Regions from separate parts of the Mus musculus genome. Here all the other regions are linked to region 2. A link is a contact called in public HiCAR-type and promoter capture Hi-C data. All regions are on one chromosome and are shown on one strand. The core of a region is the stretch at or near the end of the contact, and the rest is flanking DNA. Distances in the headings are between cores, read along the strand shown. Region 1 holds the start of Cib2 (calcium and integrin binding family member 2). Region 2 holds the start of Ddx10 (DEAD box helicase 10). Region 3 holds the start of Zc3h12c (zinc finger CCCH type containing 12C). Region 4 holds the start of AY074887 (cDNA sequence AY074887). Region 5 holds the start of Hykk (hydroxylysine kinase 1). Region 6 holds the start of Fbxo22 (F-box protein 22).

What was found. Promoter capture Hi-C pulls out the DNA fragments that hold promoters and counts their contacts. HiCAR-type assays count read pairs that join an accessible place to other places. Capture Hi-C pulls out chosen DNA fragments and counts their contacts.
Region 1: a promoter capture Hi-C map of pre-B cells shows a contact between it and region 2, with 3 times the contacts expected there. The contact joins the promoter of Cib2 here to the promoter of Ddx10 in region 2. A contact is called at or near these places in 2 of 39 promoter capture datasets (liver and pre-B cells).
Region 3: a HiCAR-type map of astrocytes shows a contact between it and region 2, with 2.1 times the contacts expected there. The contact joins the promoter of Zc3h12c here to the promoter of Ddx10 in region 2. A contact is called at or near these places in 5 of 39 promoter capture datasets (cranial neural crest, liver, neural stem cells and 2 more), 1 of 484 Hi-C or Micro-C datasets (nephron progenitors), 9 of 115 datasets of contacts at active chromatin or transcription factors (SST interneurons, astrocytes, embryonic forebrain and 5 more) and 2 of 9 other capture datasets (adipose tissue and embryonic stem cells).
Region 4: a promoter capture Hi-C map of erythroid cells shows a contact between it and region 2, with 23 times the contacts expected there. The contact joins the promoter of AY074887 here to the promoter of Ddx10 in region 2. A contact is called at or near these places in 2 of 39 promoter capture datasets (erythroid cells and pre-B cells), 2 of 484 Hi-C or Micro-C datasets (B cells and CD4 T cells) and 1 of 9 other capture datasets (liver).
Region 5: a contact with region 2 is called in a promoter capture Hi-C map of liver, with 2.7 times the contacts expected there. The contact joins the promoter of Hykk here to the promoter of Ddx10 in region 2. A contact is called at or near these places in 1 of 39 promoter capture datasets (pre-B cells) and 1 of 9 other capture datasets (liver).
Region 6: a contact with region 2 is called in a promoter capture Hi-C map of erythroid cells, with 32 times the contacts expected there. The contact joins the promoter of Fbxo22 here to the promoter of Ddx10 in region 2. A contact is called at or near these places in 2 of 39 promoter capture datasets (erythroid cells and pre-B cells).

Annotation. Positions count from the first base shown.
Region 1 is chr9:54,558,684-54,561,487 of GRCm38.p6, forward strand. Cib2 (calcium and integrin binding family member 2) reads right to left here and starts at 1,507. Exons shown (of 6, transcript NM_019686.6): 1 at 1,285-1,507. The coding sequence starts at 1,335.
Region 2 is chr9:53,246,775-53,249,599 of GRCm38.p6, forward strand. Ddx10 (DEAD box helicase 10) reads right to left here and starts at 1,338. Exons shown (of 18, transcript NM_029936.2): 1 at 1,044-1,338. The coding sequence starts at 1,229.
Region 3 is chr9:52,147,959-52,150,658 of GRCm38.p6, forward strand. Zc3h12c (zinc finger CCCH type containing 12C) reads right to left here and starts at 1,405. Exons shown (of 6, transcript NM_001368810.1): 1 at 1,311-1,405. The coding sequence starts at 1,334.
Region 4 is chr9:54,949,652-54,952,351 of GRCm38.p6, forward strand. AY074887 (cDNA sequence AY074887) reads right to left here and starts at 1,303. Exons shown (of 1, transcript NM_145229.2): 1 at 593-1,303. The coding sequence starts at 1,188. The coding sequence ends at 790. It overlaps Hykk (hydroxylysine kinase 1), which reads left to right. Exons shown (of 5, transcript NM_177351.4): 5 at 1-273. It overlaps Psma4 (proteasome subunit alpha 4), which reads left to right and starts at 1,208. Exons shown (of 9, transcript NM_011966.3): 1 at 1,208-1,252; 2 at 2,431-2,457; 3 at 2,690-2,700. The coding sequence starts at 2,455.
Region 5 is chr9:54,915,982-54,918,681 of GRCm38.p6, forward strand. It overlaps Hykk (hydroxylysine kinase 1), which reads left to right and starts at 1,309. Exons shown (of 5, transcript NM_177351.4): 1 at 1,309-1,877.
Region 6 is chr9:55,207,670-55,210,386 of GRCm38.p6, forward strand. Fbxo22 (F-box protein 22) reads left to right here and starts at 1,266. Exons shown (of 7, transcript NM_028049.2): 1 at 1,266-1,519; 2 at 1,684-1,822. The coding sequence starts at 1,383.

The DNA.
Region 1 (2,804 bases), core at 257-2,756, 1.3 Mb after region 2:
GGCCAGGGCGGTAGCCGAAACTTTGGGCATCTTGCAGGGGCATCTGGCGAGCAGGAAACCGGGCATCTGGCCTCAGGGAGGGAAGACCACCAGACTGCGAAGTTCCAGGAAGCCCAGAGTTACTTGGAAAAGGGAATGTAACCCTGGGGCCCCCATGCGGCCCGGGTTGGGCATGCTAGAGAGCCAGAGGAAAGGAGATGTGGGGCTCTCGTGTTTCATGGCTCTCCTTCCCCTGGCAGGGTCTAGCTGGGCCCTGGCAAAGGATCAGAACTCAACACTGGACTGGGTCTGACCCAATGCCGGGCTGGTCCTAATGGGGATGCAGGCTCCCCACTCTCCCCAGACCACTCTTCTCTCCTGGGTTTGGGCTATTTTGCCTGCATCTACCTCCACTTAAAACGCCTCCTTCCAGAACTTTCTGGCAGAAAAAAAAATCCTGACTTCCCAAGTCCTCATGCAAGCTCTGCACTCTTTCTGAACCTTCTAGTCAAACCAAGAGCTATTGACCTCCCCTGTCCACTAGAGCTCTTCTCAATACATATCCTATCACTTGGGTCACACTGGAGGTAACCGCTCCACGCTAACTGAATATTCACAAAAGTTGCACACATCTAAGATAGGAATACATATGACATAACACTCCTAACCTATTAGGCGATAAAAAGAAGACTCCACAGCTGTTGTTCCCTGAAAGTCCGGAGACATTACATGGTGAGCTAAAGCAACTGAGCAAGACTCTGGGCCAGCCCGGAGATAAGGTTCCCTCGCATACCTACAGAAAAGTTTTCACATGGCTGGGGGCTGTGAGATCATTGATATGGACAGCTAGCTCTGAACTTGGAAGAATCCGGGGTGAAAGGGCTACTAGGATCACAAAATAGGTTAAGAGATGTGGGTACGTAGTTATATAAACAACACACCCCAACCTGTAACCTGCATTTGGGGCCTCTTGTCCTCCCCCTACACCAAGCCCTTTCTGGGATGAGGGTCATGCCCAGTGGGCTGGAAGAAATGACTGGGGTCTAGCTTGGGAGGGCAGAAAGAAGGTCAATAAGGAAGAGAAGACGGGGTGGGTGAGGCGCATCTGACAGAATACTCTAACTGGAATGTTCTAACATTCCCGGGCCTGGGAAACTGAGGCTCGTCAAGGGGAAGTCATCCACCTAAGGCGACGCTGCGCGCTGAAGGTAGCGGCAGGGTTTGAACCTCTGTGAGTCCGCTTTTGCGAGGCCTGGGAAAAGGACAAAAAGGAGGACTACAGGGGCCGCGGCGCGCCGGCTTCACCTGGTAGTTGTCCAGCTGCTCTTCAGTGAAGATGGTCTGCTTGTTCCCCATGGTGACCGCGATGGTATGGGTGGCCGCGGCGTCGTCTCTCGCCCTTTCGAGTGCTGCTTCCCATCGGCGGCGTCTGGAGCCCCGAGCCCGGTGCCCGCGGCCCTTGCCAGCCCGGGAGCGGGCAGCGTCGCCAGCCTAGCCTGGCCCGCTCCGCTGGGTCCCGCAGTTCAGTGGGAGGGGTGCAGGGGCTGGGAGGCAAAGGCGGGGCCGGGGGCGGGGCGGGCCTAGGCGGGGGCGGGGGCCGGATTGGGGCGGAGGCGCAGCCTGGTGGAAGGAGGCGGGGCCCGAGAGGTGACTTCTCCCTGGAGACAGAGGCCTGCTCAGTCTATGCTGCTGCAGCACACTGAGGTGGCCAAGCGGTGGCCTCATAGGGCCGCCTGACTACTGGACACTGAGTGCGCCTCCCGTTCCAACCAGCACACTGACTGGCACCCCGGGTCGGTCCTGGCGATTGTGAGCCTGAAAATCCCATGGATTAGTGTGGTAGAACAGGCACAATCCTCCGGCCTCTGATCCTAGACTGAGAATAGGTGTGTTGTTGAGCTTGCGGGATTACCCAAGTCAGGTCCATCCTCAAAAAGCCGACATACACGCAGTCAAACACTCAAATCATAAAATAACTTTTTAAAAAAGGAAACAGACGAAGCAAACTCTACCTCAGCAGAGGAATGGGCTCTGGTAACAATAGGTTACACTACTCAGTTGGTTCAAGACCTTAAGGAAAGTAACTAGATCACTCCCTACATCCACTCTGCTAAGTGAGGCCTTCACGAAATTTAATAATGCAGGCAGGGTAGAGGAGGTTAACCAATACCCTCCTAAACGATTGGCTATCTTCAGCCGCCCCATCAAGGTGACCGCTAGGAAAAGCCCTCCAGACACACGGAAGTTCAGGAGTCCTGGCAACTCTGGGACCTATCAGTGGCCCACAAGGAAGGCTACTAGCAATGGAGTTGTCCTTACTGTCTATTCTTGGGACAGCTGGGCTGCATGAAACCTGAGTCAAAGGCTCCTGGTGGCTCCGCTGGGAGGCAAGTCCATCATGGGCTGCCAAAACTGAGATTAGCTACATGAGTATGGTCTCCTGTAATCCCAGCCCTCGAGACAGAGGCAGGAAGATCAGAAGTTCAGGGTTATCCTTAGCTGATTCAGGCCAACTTGTAGTACATGAGACTATATCTCAGAAAACAGAATATAGTAACTAAAAGCAATTTAGCTGAGAAATAGTGTAGTGGCAGAGAGCTAGCCTAACATTCATGAGGCCCTGGGTTCAGTCCCTAGCACCACCAAAAAAAAAAACAAACAAAAGCGACATACCAGTATTGTCCAGTTTTGCCTGGCTTACATCACTTTGGGGCCGTGTTGTTCTACTCTTTTTTTTTTTTTTTTTTTTTTAATGAGTACACCATTGCTCTCTTCAGACACACCAGAAGAGGGCATCAGATCCCATTACAGATGGTTGTGAGACA
Region 2 (2,825 bases), core at 88-2,587:
CACTGGAAAGGTGAGAAAGGTAGATGAATGCTGGAAAATATGGGTTTTAAGAGGATGGATAGAAGTAACATTCCTAAGGGGCAGACACCTAGGGCAGGAAAACACGCCAGCTTGTCTAAGTGTTAACTATGAGACTACTCATCTAGGAACACTGGCTACAAGATGCTGATGTCAGGAAGAGGCAAACACATTCCATTGTCTTTCCACTGATTCTTGGTGAAAACCATGAAGACAATGAGACAAAGAACAAAAGATGATGCTAAGGGACAGAGCCAATTCCCAACTTAAAGATCGAGAGCTGTGGAAACAGACACAGGTCTAGGTTCCAATTCCACACTACTAGATGTGGGAAATTAGGGCCAGTTTCTTATCCTCTCCAAACTCTACAGTTCTTATCCGTTAAATGGACTACTAGGATCCATCCACACCTCAAGATAGGGGCAAAGAATATAAAACATGGAGAGTACTTAAAGATATTTCTATTATTTTAAACATTTCCCACGAACAACAGCGTTTTCTTACATCACTCCAGATTTTAGCTTATTTATTTCATTTTTGAGACCAAGTTTCACGTATCACTGACTGACCTCGAACTTGCTATAAAGCCTTGGATGACTTTGCACCTCTGATCCCCCTGCCTCCACCTCCTTAGTGCTCAATATGTGCCCGGTTTATGTGGAGCTGGGGATTGAACCCAGGACTTCCTGCGTGTTGGGCTAGCACTCTACTGAAGGCTCTCACTCCATCCGCTAGGTTCTTTCCACAGCGGTCACTATTGCCTCTCTGTTCTGTCACCACTGCTGCACCACATGTCCCTACCCGGAGTGTCACCGCATTTCTATCACTTTTCCCAGCACTGCGGAAAGTAGAAGAGTCAGACCTGGGTAGCGACACCCAACAGACCACTAGTGAGGCCCCGTTGGCCGGGTCCGCCCCTTTCCCACACCACCCTGACCCTAAGTCCACCACAGCGGCAACACCTCCGGGCTGCACCCACCCTCGCTCCCCAGAGCCCCGCCGAACGTGCCCCGAGCCCACCTCACCTTCTCGTAGTTTTGCATGAGGCGGCTGATCCCCTCGCGCTCGACCTGCCATTCCGGCTTCTTTAGCTGCTTCCTCCGCTCCTTCTTTTGGTGCTGCCTGTGGCTGTGTTTTTTCTTCCAGCGATTAAAGCTCCGCACCGGGTCGGGTCGGGTTCCCTGACCCAGAGAAGCAACCGTTTTGCCCATGGCGGGGGCTGCCAGGACCCACGACGCCGCTACACGGGAGCCTCCTCGCTCCTCAAGGCACAGCACGGAAGACGCGAAACCAGCGTGTGGAGAAGGCGCAGGGGCGCACGCGCAAGTCCGGGAACCCGCCCCCAAGCTGGGGAGAGTGGGCACACATTAATGACGACAGGCAATGCGCGGACGATGATTGGTGATTTGGCTTCCGCTGGGCGGGGCGATCTTAAGACGCCAGGGGAAAGCGTGCACGGAGGAACTGGGCGTGCTCCACTGCTTCCGAGAGTGCTTGGGGCTTCCGGAAACAGCGCAAGTACACTGCTTATTGCTAGTATGGTGAAGTCATACTCAGCGTAAAGTACTGCTTTTCATTTACTCTGGATTCAAGTGTGCCCAACATTCGCGAGTACACTGCTATACGTTATAGAGTATGTAGGTCGTAGTTACTTTGTAGATCAGACTGGCCTCAAATTTATAAGAATTCACCTGCCTCCTGAATACTCTAATTTCAGTTAAATGCCACCGTGTTGACTCAAAATGCTTTAAAGCAAACTTTTCAATTAACAAAAAGTTACATAATACAGAAAAATACACTTACACATAGACATCGTAAAGATGCCTCTGGAGAGCATCCTAAACATCAATCACCATTTATCTTACAAAGTGTCAAAAACAAACAAAACAAAACAAAACAAAAACCAAACCCTGAGATGATTACTGTGTTAGTCACTGAACTATTACTGTGAAGAGACACCATGACCAAGGCAACTTTTATAGAAAGAAGCATCATTTAACTGGGCTGGCTTACAGTTTCACAGGTTTAGTCCATTATCATCATGACAGGGAAGGCATGCCAGCATCCAGGTGGGCACTGGAGCAGTACCTAAGAGCTGCATCCTGATCCATAGGCAGGACACAGACACACAGACACACACACACACACCTGCGTGCGCACGCACACGCACGTACGCACGCATGAACAGCGACACTGTGCCTGGCATGGACTTTTGAAACTCCAAAGTTTTGAAACTGTGACTCCAAATATATGAGCCTATGGAAATCATTCTTATTCAAACCATCACATTTACTCTCAGTTTTAACAACTGGGTGGCCTTAACTGAATATTCACATTGTATATTTTATAGTGATTTTTTTTTTCAAGACAGGGTTTCTCTGTGTAGCACTGGCTGTTCTGGAACTCACTCTGTAGACCAGGCTGGCCTCGAACTCAGAAATCCACCTACCTCTGCCTCCCAAGTGCTGGGATTAAAGGCGTGTGCCACCACTGCCCAGCTATAATGATTTTTAAGTTAAGTAAATGTTTATTTCCACGACTATGACTATAGCTATAAGTTAAACCAAGATTTTTTTTCATATTTTCCATCACTACACTTTTTTTGTTTTGTTTTGTTTTGTTTTTCGAGACAGGGTTTCTCTGTATAGCTGTCCTGGAACTCACTTTGTAGACCAGGCTGGCCTCGAACTAAGAAATCCCTCTGCCTCCCAAGTGCCTCCCAAGTGCTGGGATTAAAGGTGTGTGCCACCAAACCCTGCTATCACTATACTTTTTAAATGCACTCACACATGCACACACACACACAC
Region 3 (2,700 bases), core at 155-2,654, 1.1 Mb before region 2:
TATTTGTTGAAAAAGAACAAATTATGTTAATTTTGTACATGATGATGAAAAGTGACTTATTCTTTCAGTTGTCAAAAAAAAAATAACTATAGTGGCTAAATGCAGGTTTAGGACATGAAGGGCACTGATCTGAAATTTATTGCATCTACTGGAATTCCTCTATTTAGTAAAAAGATTGTTTGCTAGTTCTCAATAGGCAACTTGGATAACAACTCACCTTAACCTGGGTAAAGCTTGTTTTTATCATTCTAAAGAGCACGATAGTGACCAGGAATATTAGGCCATAAACTTGCTACATCAAATTATTTGTTTGTAAAGTCACAATGCATGAAAGTAGGTTCTGGTTGCTATCCAAATGGTTATACTAGAGAACAATGAGAGTAAAATAATGAATATGTAATAAATACCTACTGCTATGGTCTTCCCGTATTTAATTACCATTGTACTTGAGTGAGCACTGTTGTCTGCACCCCTCTAGCTAACAAAGGAAGGATGTTCCTTTGAACAGATTGGTTAATGTTCTGGGGCAACAGATGTCTACTGGAACTGCAGGAGACCAGCAACTGGTGGCCTGCCTATCTTCTGAAAACTTTCAATAGACTTATGCATATGTTCACACAATGGGGCATGTGGTAGAAACGAAAACCTCTCTTTAACCCTTTATGTTCTTTCGTTCCCTCCCAACTGACAGATGAAAGTCTTTGTCTACTTATCAGCTCCCCATTACAGAACTCTTGAAACTAACTGGGATGGCATCTTCAACCTGATATCTGAAATTAACAGAAGAGGAAAAGAAAGAGAAAGGAACTAAATCCCACACCAATACTGACATTGTTGACAAAGCACCCGAATGCTTAATCATCACCTTTAAAAGCAGCTGTTGGAAACAGCGATCAGTCTCAATCCATCTCTGCAAACTAGACTCTTCACACCACAGAAACAATCCACTGAACCTGACCAGCATTTCACAGGGATGCCGTGAGAAACAAAAGCACTTGACAAGAGAAAATCTAAATTTGTTGTTTAGCAGGAGATTAGAACTTGGGTATAACTTGCCCTAAGCTCCCGAGGATTGCTTAATGCCCAAGGCTTACACGCATTCACAAGCTAAAAGTAAGTGTATGCAAAAACATACAAATATAAAACTCTGCCTCACAGATATATTCTCAGAAAGAACCAGTTTCTCTTAGCATACTGGCACCAACACTTTCCTTTTCTTTTGTGGTGCCTCTTCTCCTGCACAGAGCTGAGATTATAGCCTTTACAGCAAAGTTTAACTTCTAAAAGCAGTAAGTAGCATAGATACTTACGTTAGCAGGAAAATACAAAGACATTGGTTTCTGTGGCAGCTCCAGCAGTAACAACAATTTTAGCTGCAGACTTCCAGGCAGGCAAGAAGAACAATGAGTGGTTGAACAGATGGAATGGCAATGTCTTTGCTTAACCTATTACCGAGTGGAGCAACAGCCAATCACAGGCCAGAAAGCTCACAATTAGTTAGTCAGGCAGATGCAAGACAACCTCAGCACCCTGCGTCAGGTTCATAGGTTCCTAAGATAAGCAAGCTGATGTCATTCTTGGGTCTGCCCCGGGCAGCATGTGTATTAAATGAGGGGTGTGCAGCAACAATAGGCCATACAAAGCTGACTAGTAGGCAGCTGCTCTCTATGCGAGCAGTCATTAGGGAGCAGGCTGCCAACAAGAAACACCTGGCTTGGGCAGACTTCAGCCTTGCCTCTGTTTTTAATGCACGAAAACAATGAAAGCAATTATATTTTAAAGTAGAAAAGTTGCATGTTTCCAAAAAAGTTGAGGCTATATATTAGTCTATTAGTGTTTCATCTTTCTTTGAGAGAGAAAGAAAATGAGGTGTGTCAAAGTAGCAGTTAACTATTGCAGCAATCTCTTATAATAGATCAGTTACTGGTGAAATGAGGCAGAAGTTATAGTTAATCTATTTCTCTGGCTACAGTGGAAAATCTGTACTTTCAAGTATTTGTTAGCTGGCCGGTGGTCCGTGGTGGCGCACACCTTTAATCTCAGCACTGGAGAGGCAGAGGCAGGCGGATTTCTGAGTTCGAGGCCAGCCTGGTCTACAGAGTGAGTTCCAGGACAGCCAGGGCTACACAAAGAAAGCCCGTCTTGGAAAAAAAAAAAAAAAAAAAAAAAAAAAAAAAAAAAAGACAACAAAAAAAGGTATCTGTTAGTGTGTTACAAGATAATAAAACTTAGAGCTGGTGAAAATAGCAAAATCAAAGGCATATGAGTTTACAAATAGAATTAATTTTAAAAGTTCTCTAGAAGTATAGTAAAATAAAATACTAATTTGGTCTAAGTTTGTGAAAAGAAGTAACATAAAAATGTACATTTAGACAAAACTAACTTTAACCTAAAATCATTAGACCAGACCAGCTGAGCTATGAAATATAGCAATGTAAAACTCTCTTATTATAGATACTGGTTAGCTATCTAATTAAGTAAAAACAAAACCTTTTATAACATACTTGCTAAAAATGTATTTCATAAAATTTCAAAGTTGTAATACTCAAATTTAAGTCTAGAATATGTTAGTATTAACAAGAAATACTGGGATAATTTTGAAGGACATCTCAAGTATACTAAATAAGTATCCTCGATTTACTTCCACGATCCACATGACTGCGTATATAATCCTACGGACTACTTGCTTGAGTGCTGCAT
Region 4 (2,700 bases), core at 53-2,552, 1.7 Mb after region 2:
CCACACACATGGGGGCAGTACATGAGATCATTCACATGTGAAACACTTAGGATACTCATATTTGAGGTTTTTATTTAACTTGGCCAATCAGGACCAGAAAAATGGGCTGGAACTTGGGTCTCATTCCAAATCAGTGTTTATCCTGTTATACAATGGAACTCTGCAAGTTTCTCTTGATTGTTCTTGCTAAGAGAGATTCTCCACTAAATTCCTATTGCAAATATTGCTAATTTCTGTTTGAAATTAAATATATGCTGCATTGTATGGATATTTTACCTTTTGGTCTTTTTTTCTCTCTCTCTCTCATTTTTAAAACAGTCTCACTATATATCCCTGGCTGGCTTGGAATTTACAGGGCAAACCAGGTCCTGAGTACAGGCCAGGTCCCGTCTACATGCAACTAAATTTCTAAGCTTCCCCCTTTAAGAAACCCAGATCCAACCGTTTTGCCTACACAGAAGACAAAGGCCCTGTACATAGTCAACCCACTAGCTCTTCAACCCCCAACATAGGCACAAAAACTAGGTAAGATTGGAAAGGAGAAATGGATGAAGAGAAGTCTTTTTTTCGTTTTTTTTTTTTTTTTTTTTTTTTTTTTTTTTTTTTTCTTTTGTCCGAGACAGGGTTTCTCTGTGTACCCCTGGCTGTCCTGGAACTCACTCTGTAGACCATGCTGGCCTCGAACTCAGAAATCCGCCTGCCTCAGCCTCCCAAGTGCAGGGATTAAAGGCGTGCACCACCACTGCCCGGCGAAGAGAAGTCTTAAACTTAGAACAAAAGTTATCCCAATTAAAGAGTTGGATCTGAGAAAGGAGAAAATGAGGCTAAGAGGAAGAACAAAGGAAAAACTGTTAAGGGGCAAGACTGGAAGAGTAAACGATTTGATTTGTCTATACAGTTGCTACTCTGGCCTCCATTAGAATGGTACAGAAGAGAAAACGAAAGTGGAGTGCAAAGCGTAGGAGGAATCTGGTTCCACTCTCCACGGTATAGACGCTTCCCTCCTCCCTCCAGTCCTCCTCTAATACAGACCGCAGCCAAAGCCGAGGTTGTGCTTCTGCACAGTCCACGTGGGCAGACTGAGCCCGCCCCAGCACTGGGAGAACTTCCGCGTCCTCCCGCCCCGCCCCGCCCCCTCGCAGTCCTGCGCACGCGCGGGAGCCATATTCGCCGCGGATGCTTGGCCATCCGGGTTGGTTCTTCTCCAGCTGAGTAAAGAGGCGCTGATCTGCACCCTCACCGTCTTCCTCTGGTGAGGCTCAGTCCTTTAGGGGCCGCGGAGTCGAGGTGTCTGTCTCCCGGGCGGGGGCCATCTGCGTGGAGACCACGGCCCAGGCCCGCGGCCGCCACCGAGGAGCCGTGGGCACGATGACTTTGCACCCGCCTCCTCGGTGACCGGCCTGCCAGGGACTGGTCCCCGCCGGCCGCCGTCGGGTATCCCCGCGGGGCCTTGACGGCTCGCCTGGGCTCTGAGACCCTCCGGGCCGGTGCGAGGGGTGGGGGCGGCTGCGGCCCAGAGAGTCAATTCGGGAAAGTGGCGCTGCGGGGGAAAGTCCAAGTCTTGTAGCGCCGGCGCCAGGCGTGGAGGTAGCTGTGTTCACAGTCGAATCCGAAACCCGCCGTGGCCTCCTGGCTGCTGTGCTCAGGGCCACCTTTCTGTTTCTCCTACATGTTGGAACCGACTCCTGGCAGGTTAACTCTCCTTAGGCCTGACGACTCTTCTAAAATGTCACTTCCCGTGGTCCTTGAATCCAGCCCGTCGGTGAAGCGGTCTTAAGTAAGATAAAGGTGTTTTCTAACATCTGGGCGCGCAGACCCTTCAAATGTCTGCTTAGCTTTCCAGCCACGATGCCTTCCTTATATCCCATTTGGCAACATAGGAATTGAACTGCCATTTTTCTACTAAGGCAGAGTTTCCATTGCTGTCTTTCGAAGAAACGGAAATAAGGACCAGGTTTACCACCTAACCCCTACACCCCCAAATTTAGGACCATGTGAATTATCCACTTTGTTAACCTTTCTCAGCCTGCTCTACTTGGAATGCCCTTCCTTCACCCCTTCACAATTCTTTTTCTTTGACTTGAGGCTTTTCAACTTACCTTTGCCTCTCCCACCTCTAATTTACTCTCATTATCTGTATTGGTTTCCTAAAATCTTACTTGCTGTCGATTCTGCTTTCCCTCCCCACCCTGAATGTCTCTTCCATGTTGCTTTATAATCTTTGTCTGTCATACCTGGCTGCTAGATTCTGAGCTTTTCAGGACACCATGGTTTACCTTTATTGTGGTGGCCCAGCATCTGTATAGGTCCCAGTGGTGGTGCAGTTCATGTTAGCTGAGTGATGGTGTGGATCAAGTGGTATTAACAGTGGAAGACACTTCTTAAAATTGTGGGGGTTTTGTTATTAATGATCCTGTTTTCTTTTCACAGGAATCAACATAAAGTTCAGAAACCATGGTGAGTTCATGACACGTTTCCTTTAACTTTTGCCTGGGAACATTATGGCTTGTTTGAAGCTCACAGCCTGACATGGAAGAAAATGAAACCAAAGGGGTAGAGGGAGTTGAATGGGGTCTTCCGTCTTCTTTCCACTGAACTCAGCACCAGGGTGTCATTGTATCCAATGCATGGACATCCGGAAGTTGGCGTATGTCAGTGAACAGGCATCATCTCTGTTTTTCCTTTGCAGTCTCGAAGATA
Region 5 (2,700 bases), core at 59-2,558, 1.7 Mb after region 2:
ATCCCACACAAAGAAAAAGAAAAACAGATAAACATATTTCTAAAGGGGGCAAAGGAAATTTCTCATTACGATAGGTGTTGACGGGGATTGGAGAGACTATCCGAGTTAATAATCCCAGCACTTGGGAGGCAGAGGCAGGCAGATTTCTGAGTTCGAGTCCAGCCTGGTCTACAAAGTGAGTTCCAGGACAGCCACGGCTATACAGAGAAACCCTGTCTCGGAAACAACAACAACAACAATCATTCATCATCATCATCAGAGTAACGATAGCACCCATGAGTATGCCAGAACAAGAAAAAACAAGTGAGATATGCATACAGCACCATAACATAAGGAGAGCAAATTGCAAACCTGAGTGACAGGTGTACAGGACTCTTCCAGCAGGGAGTGCTCTGGTCTATCAAAAAGGTCCTGCTTAGCTGGAGGAAGGCATCCAGCTATGTGGCTTAGTGTGGTGGTTTGAATATGCTTGACCCAGGGAGTGGCACTATTTGGAGGTGTGGCCTTTCTGGAGTGGGTGTGGCCTTGGAGGAAACGAGTCGCTGTTGGCATGGGCTTTGAGACCCTACAAGCTGCCTGAGGATGCTGCTTTCTTTCTCTCTCTCTCTCTATTGTACTTCGTTACCCCGCTTAAAAACTGGTGCTACCGCCTAGATCCTGAACTGGGAGTTGGTAAGCACGGTCTGGTTAAGTAAGGGTCTATGCCCTTTAGACTTCAGTTCCCGCCAGCACAGACAGTGTAGGTCTGTTTAATAAATGAAGCCTTTTCAGATTGGGACATGCTAGTACAAAGACAGCGAGCCCCATTTCCTCACAGAGAGGGACCGATCCTTGTAGTTTCAGAACCAGGATTCCTTTCTGGGGAGAATGAACCTCTAGTCAACCTCTATGAAGATGGCCTTCAGGATACTCTCTTCTAGAAAGAGCTGGATGGAGTGAGGAAAGAAAGGCAAGATGCTATCTCTCCTGGCAGCTTGCTGACAGACTTGTGCTCCAAGTCGCTGCCAGGACTAAGCCAACCTGGTGAGAATTGACAGATACCACTCAAACCCCAAGGCCTACTAATTGGCTACTTGAGAGCCAATCAGAAACGAGTTTTGACTAGAGAGCCGAGATTGACAAGGTTGTCGGATTCCAGACAGCCAATCAGAAGCCAGATCTCTGAACTCTATTGGTGGGATGGAGAGGGTTGGGCCAGAACTGTCAGTAGTGTGTACTGACTGGGCGGAGGGATGTGGGAGGAGCCAATAGGAAGGCGGGGCTCGCAGCGGCGGCGGGTCCGGCCCCACCTCCTGCACCGCAACCACTAGCTGACTGAGGGGAGAGAGCAATCGGCCTCAGGACGTCCGGTCGCTGTGCGTGAGAGGAGGTGGAAGAGACTGAAGCGAGTCAAGGGTCTCTCTGAGGGGACATCCCCGAGAAGCGGCGGCGGGCTCCTGCAACCCTTGCGCTCCTCAAACTCACTGCGTGCTGACGCGGCAGGTCACTGCCCAGCCCCAGCCCTGCTGAGATTTCAGTGCGCAGTTTTGAGGGTCCCACCCTCCGCGGGCCTGCATGGTTTGGGGGTGGAAGCCATCCTAAGGCTCCTCTGGACCTGAGACAGGCCGGGAACGGGTTGTGGGCCACCTCCCTCCCATCGGCGTCTTTCGCTCCTCAGCAAGACCCCCTGGAAGTGAGTCTTGCTTCCAATCGCCCTTGGAGTGTAGAGTTCCTGCAGCCCGTGAGCTGTGAGTGGAGGCAACTCACGAAATAAGTGCAGGGAACATCACTGCCTGCTTCCCAAGCCTGGAAGCTCACAGCAGAGGGGTCGTCGAAGACAGACGTGGAGAAAGTGCTAAGGCAGAAGTCACAAAGACTTTGTAACACTTTAGGAGAAGGTGAGAGGAAAGACTAGTTTATGTATTATTATTATTTTATTCTTGTGTACTTTTCACCAAGTGCAGAGTGTAAGATCCACTCCCTCTCCATTCCCCTCTCATGCAGCGAAAAATTATGGAGTCTGGTGCAAACCTCCTGCTTAGAAGTCCTTACTGTTTGAGGTTGTTTTTGTTTGTTTGTTTGTTTGTTTGTTTCCGGCTCTAAATATTGTTGACAAGAAGTATACTAACATCTATATAGATTTCGATTCGCTCTCCACTCTCTCCACACATGGGGCGCATTTGATGAAAATGGATGTCTCTGTTGTTCTATTTTTATTTTTTAAGTTTTTTCTTTATGTGTATTTGCTTTCAGTAGCATGTTTCAATGTGTGTCCTTTTTTTTCAGGTTGTGGAGTTCTTTCTATATTCAGCAAAAAGGCTCAAAATTCTTCGTTGAACTCTTTTAGAGGCAGTGTGGCTAAAGTTACGGAGGTTGGCTGCCCAGCTGGTGCTAGGACTTTTCACAGCTCAGTAACTGTTTGGTACCAGGTTGTCCTGTGACCAGACCTGCCAACAGTACTTTGTAAACAGGACTTTGCTTTAACAAATAGGACTCTTCAAAGAGATAATTAACAAGCCCCCTTTAAGGACATGGGGATGTTTTCTGGAGATTGGCCTTCACCAATTGCCTTCAACAGTCTTCAATTTTAATAGCTTTTTCTTTTTGAGACAAAGTCTCTCACAGTAGCCGGGGCTAGCTTGGAACTCAATAGGTAGTCTGGACTGACCTTCAACTAGCAGCAATCTTATTGTCCTGTCTCTGGATTGGCAGGATAGCAGA
Region 6 (2,717 bases), core at 16-2,515, 2.0 Mb after region 2:
AGGGAACCTAGAATTGGTGTGTACACACATAGTGTATTCAGTTTTTCTTTAACCATTCCCTTACTGCGTTCTTTAAATTCAAATACATGTGGGTTTCTAGTGCTGTTTTAATTAATGTCTCTAATGTTCTTAGGGTACTATTAGCACAGTTCCTCTTGTACACTCAAGGCCTCTATACACACCACTATCTGTAGATCTCATCAGAATCTCAGCAGAAGGAAAGCCTTTTCTTTCCTTGACTGAAATTCCTGTGCCAGTTTCATGTTTGGTTTGAATGTTATGTCTCCATGTACAGCCTCCCTACTTCATTCAGAAACAGTTGTTTTTTCTGAAGGTTGCCTTAGCTGAGGAAATGTTCAGAAGTCCTCCTCTTAAACATACTGACCCTTGGTGTTCATTCCCTAGTCGTCATAACATGTTCCCGCACCCCACCCCCACCCCAACCAGTGCCTGGTGAGAAGAGTGGAGCCACAGAGCAGTTTGGAAGTTCTAGAAGTAGGATTTAGGGCTCCTGGAGAGCCCAGAGCTGCTGGGGTTTTTTATTAACGGGAAGCATTGAAGTTTTCACACATTCCCAGTGTATCGTGGTGTTTTGGAGACTGTATGATGCGTCCATGTTTGCTACTTAAGTCTTAAGGTTTCCAGAGTAAAGTGGCTGCTGCTTGTTGAGGGCTTGTTCATGTTTTTTTGTGTTATCTTACATATTTTGCAGTAGGGTCTAGATTGTTTTCGGCTTTTGACCCTCCTGCCTCCAGCTTGCTAGATGCAAACATGCATCATCTTGTCCAGCTCAAAATGTTCTAATGGGTTATCACAGTGTAAAAGATCTAGAAGCCAAAACAAGAAGCACCAGGTCAGGCCAAGTAGCTGGGGACAAAGTGCCCCTCAGTCAGGAGACAACCTATTCAGTTGAAATGAAGCAGCCTCTACTGTTCTTTCATTTGTGGTTCGGGAATGTATGGTGTTGGGCTTCATCCCCTGTGATTCTGTATGTAGCCCTGCAGGGAAGAGCCAGCAGGAGCCAAAGAATAATGGCTCCTGTGTGAAAATATCTATCTGGTTTGGCATGTGCTTTCTGTAGCAATTAATAGTGCCAAAGAATGGCGAGTGCTATTTATGTCTACTCGCTTAAAACTTAAGACCTAACGAGTTAACCAGATTGACCAAATAGTGTTTGCAGCCGGCTTAAACGCCAGGCTGCCTCCGGTCCCTTCCGGGCGGAACTGTGCAGGCCGGTGCACCGCCGCAGCGGCGTGTCCAGTACCGGAAGCGGCCCACCGGAAGTGGCGCGCGCCTGCTCAGGGAGCTCGGGTTGTAGGTGGTGCGCCGGCCGCTCCGGTACCCCTGAGACTCTGTAGGGCCTTCGGGCCGGTAGGCGAGGAATGGAGCCGGCAGGCGGCGGTGGCGGCGTCTCCTCCTCCACAGATCCGCGAAGCACCTACGTGCTGAGTAACCTTGCGGAGGTGGTGGAGCGTGTGTTTACCTTCCTGCCGGCCAAAGCGCTGCTTCGGGTAGCCGGGTGAGGGCGAATGGGGCGGGAGGAGACCTTCGTCCCGGAGGGTGGCGGGGTCGCCTCTGCCGGGACCTCTGCCCGGGTTTCCTAGTGCTTAGCTGGCGCTGCGAGGCTGCTGACGGTGGGAACCGGCCGCCCGGCGGCAACCCTTTGTGCTTTTGCATCCCCAGAGTATGCCGCCTGTGGAGGGAGTGTGTACGCAGAGTGCTGCGGACCCATCGCAGCGTGACCTGGATCTCCGCGGGTGTGGCTGAAGCGGGCCACCTGGAGGGACATTGCTTGGTGCGCGTGGTAGCTGAGGCGCTTGAGGCAAGTATGGAGTTATGCGTTGGACAGTCACTTGCAGGACTGGTGGGCCATCTTGGAGAACTTTTTAAAAAATCAAGATTGTGATACATATCCTTGCTTTCGTTAACTCGGAGAACCTATGCTCGTATTCTGGCTTTTGTAGTAAACGTCAGGTTTTGTAGGGGCGTACTGCGGTTTAGTCATTATTAGATGTTGGGCAATTGAAGTATCCAGGTGTCCACTATTACAAGGCCGTACAGAGCCTTCCTTAACTTGCCTCAATTTTGCAATGAAGGTGTTGGGTATCGCTTGCCCAGGGTCTCACACTAGAACCGGAAGAACTAAAACTTCTACCTAAATACGTAAACCACATTCCTTTTCTCATTTTTGTCCCTGGATCCAGGAGAGTCAGTGTTCAGGGAGGTGAAGACAGATTATAGAGCTGATAGATAGTGAATCTCCAGTATCTCACTGAGTGGCAGGGGCCCTCGTGAGGAAATTGCCAATTTGATGCCCTATTATCGCTTAGTATGTATAATAGGCAAATAGGAATGTTCTACTTAACCACAATATAGTCTCCACATTGGGAAGTTATCATTGATGTATGTGTCGATTCTTTTGGTGTTGAGTTTGGTTTTCAACTTGATCCAGAAAGAGGGAACTCAAGTTAAGTGCCTGCCAAAGATTGACCCGTGGACAAATCTGTAGGCCACTCTCTTGATTAATGTTTGGTGTGGGAGCCAAAGTGCCCCAGTGCTTTTCTTAAGAGCAGAAGGATTTGATTCTGTTCCCAATGAGTAACTGAAAGGCGCGCTCCTTTGGTTTGTATGTTTCTCCAACCTGACTTTCTGTACCAGCCCCAACACTTAAGAAAATTCAAGGCACAAGTTGAGTGTGACTGGGATTTATTAGATTT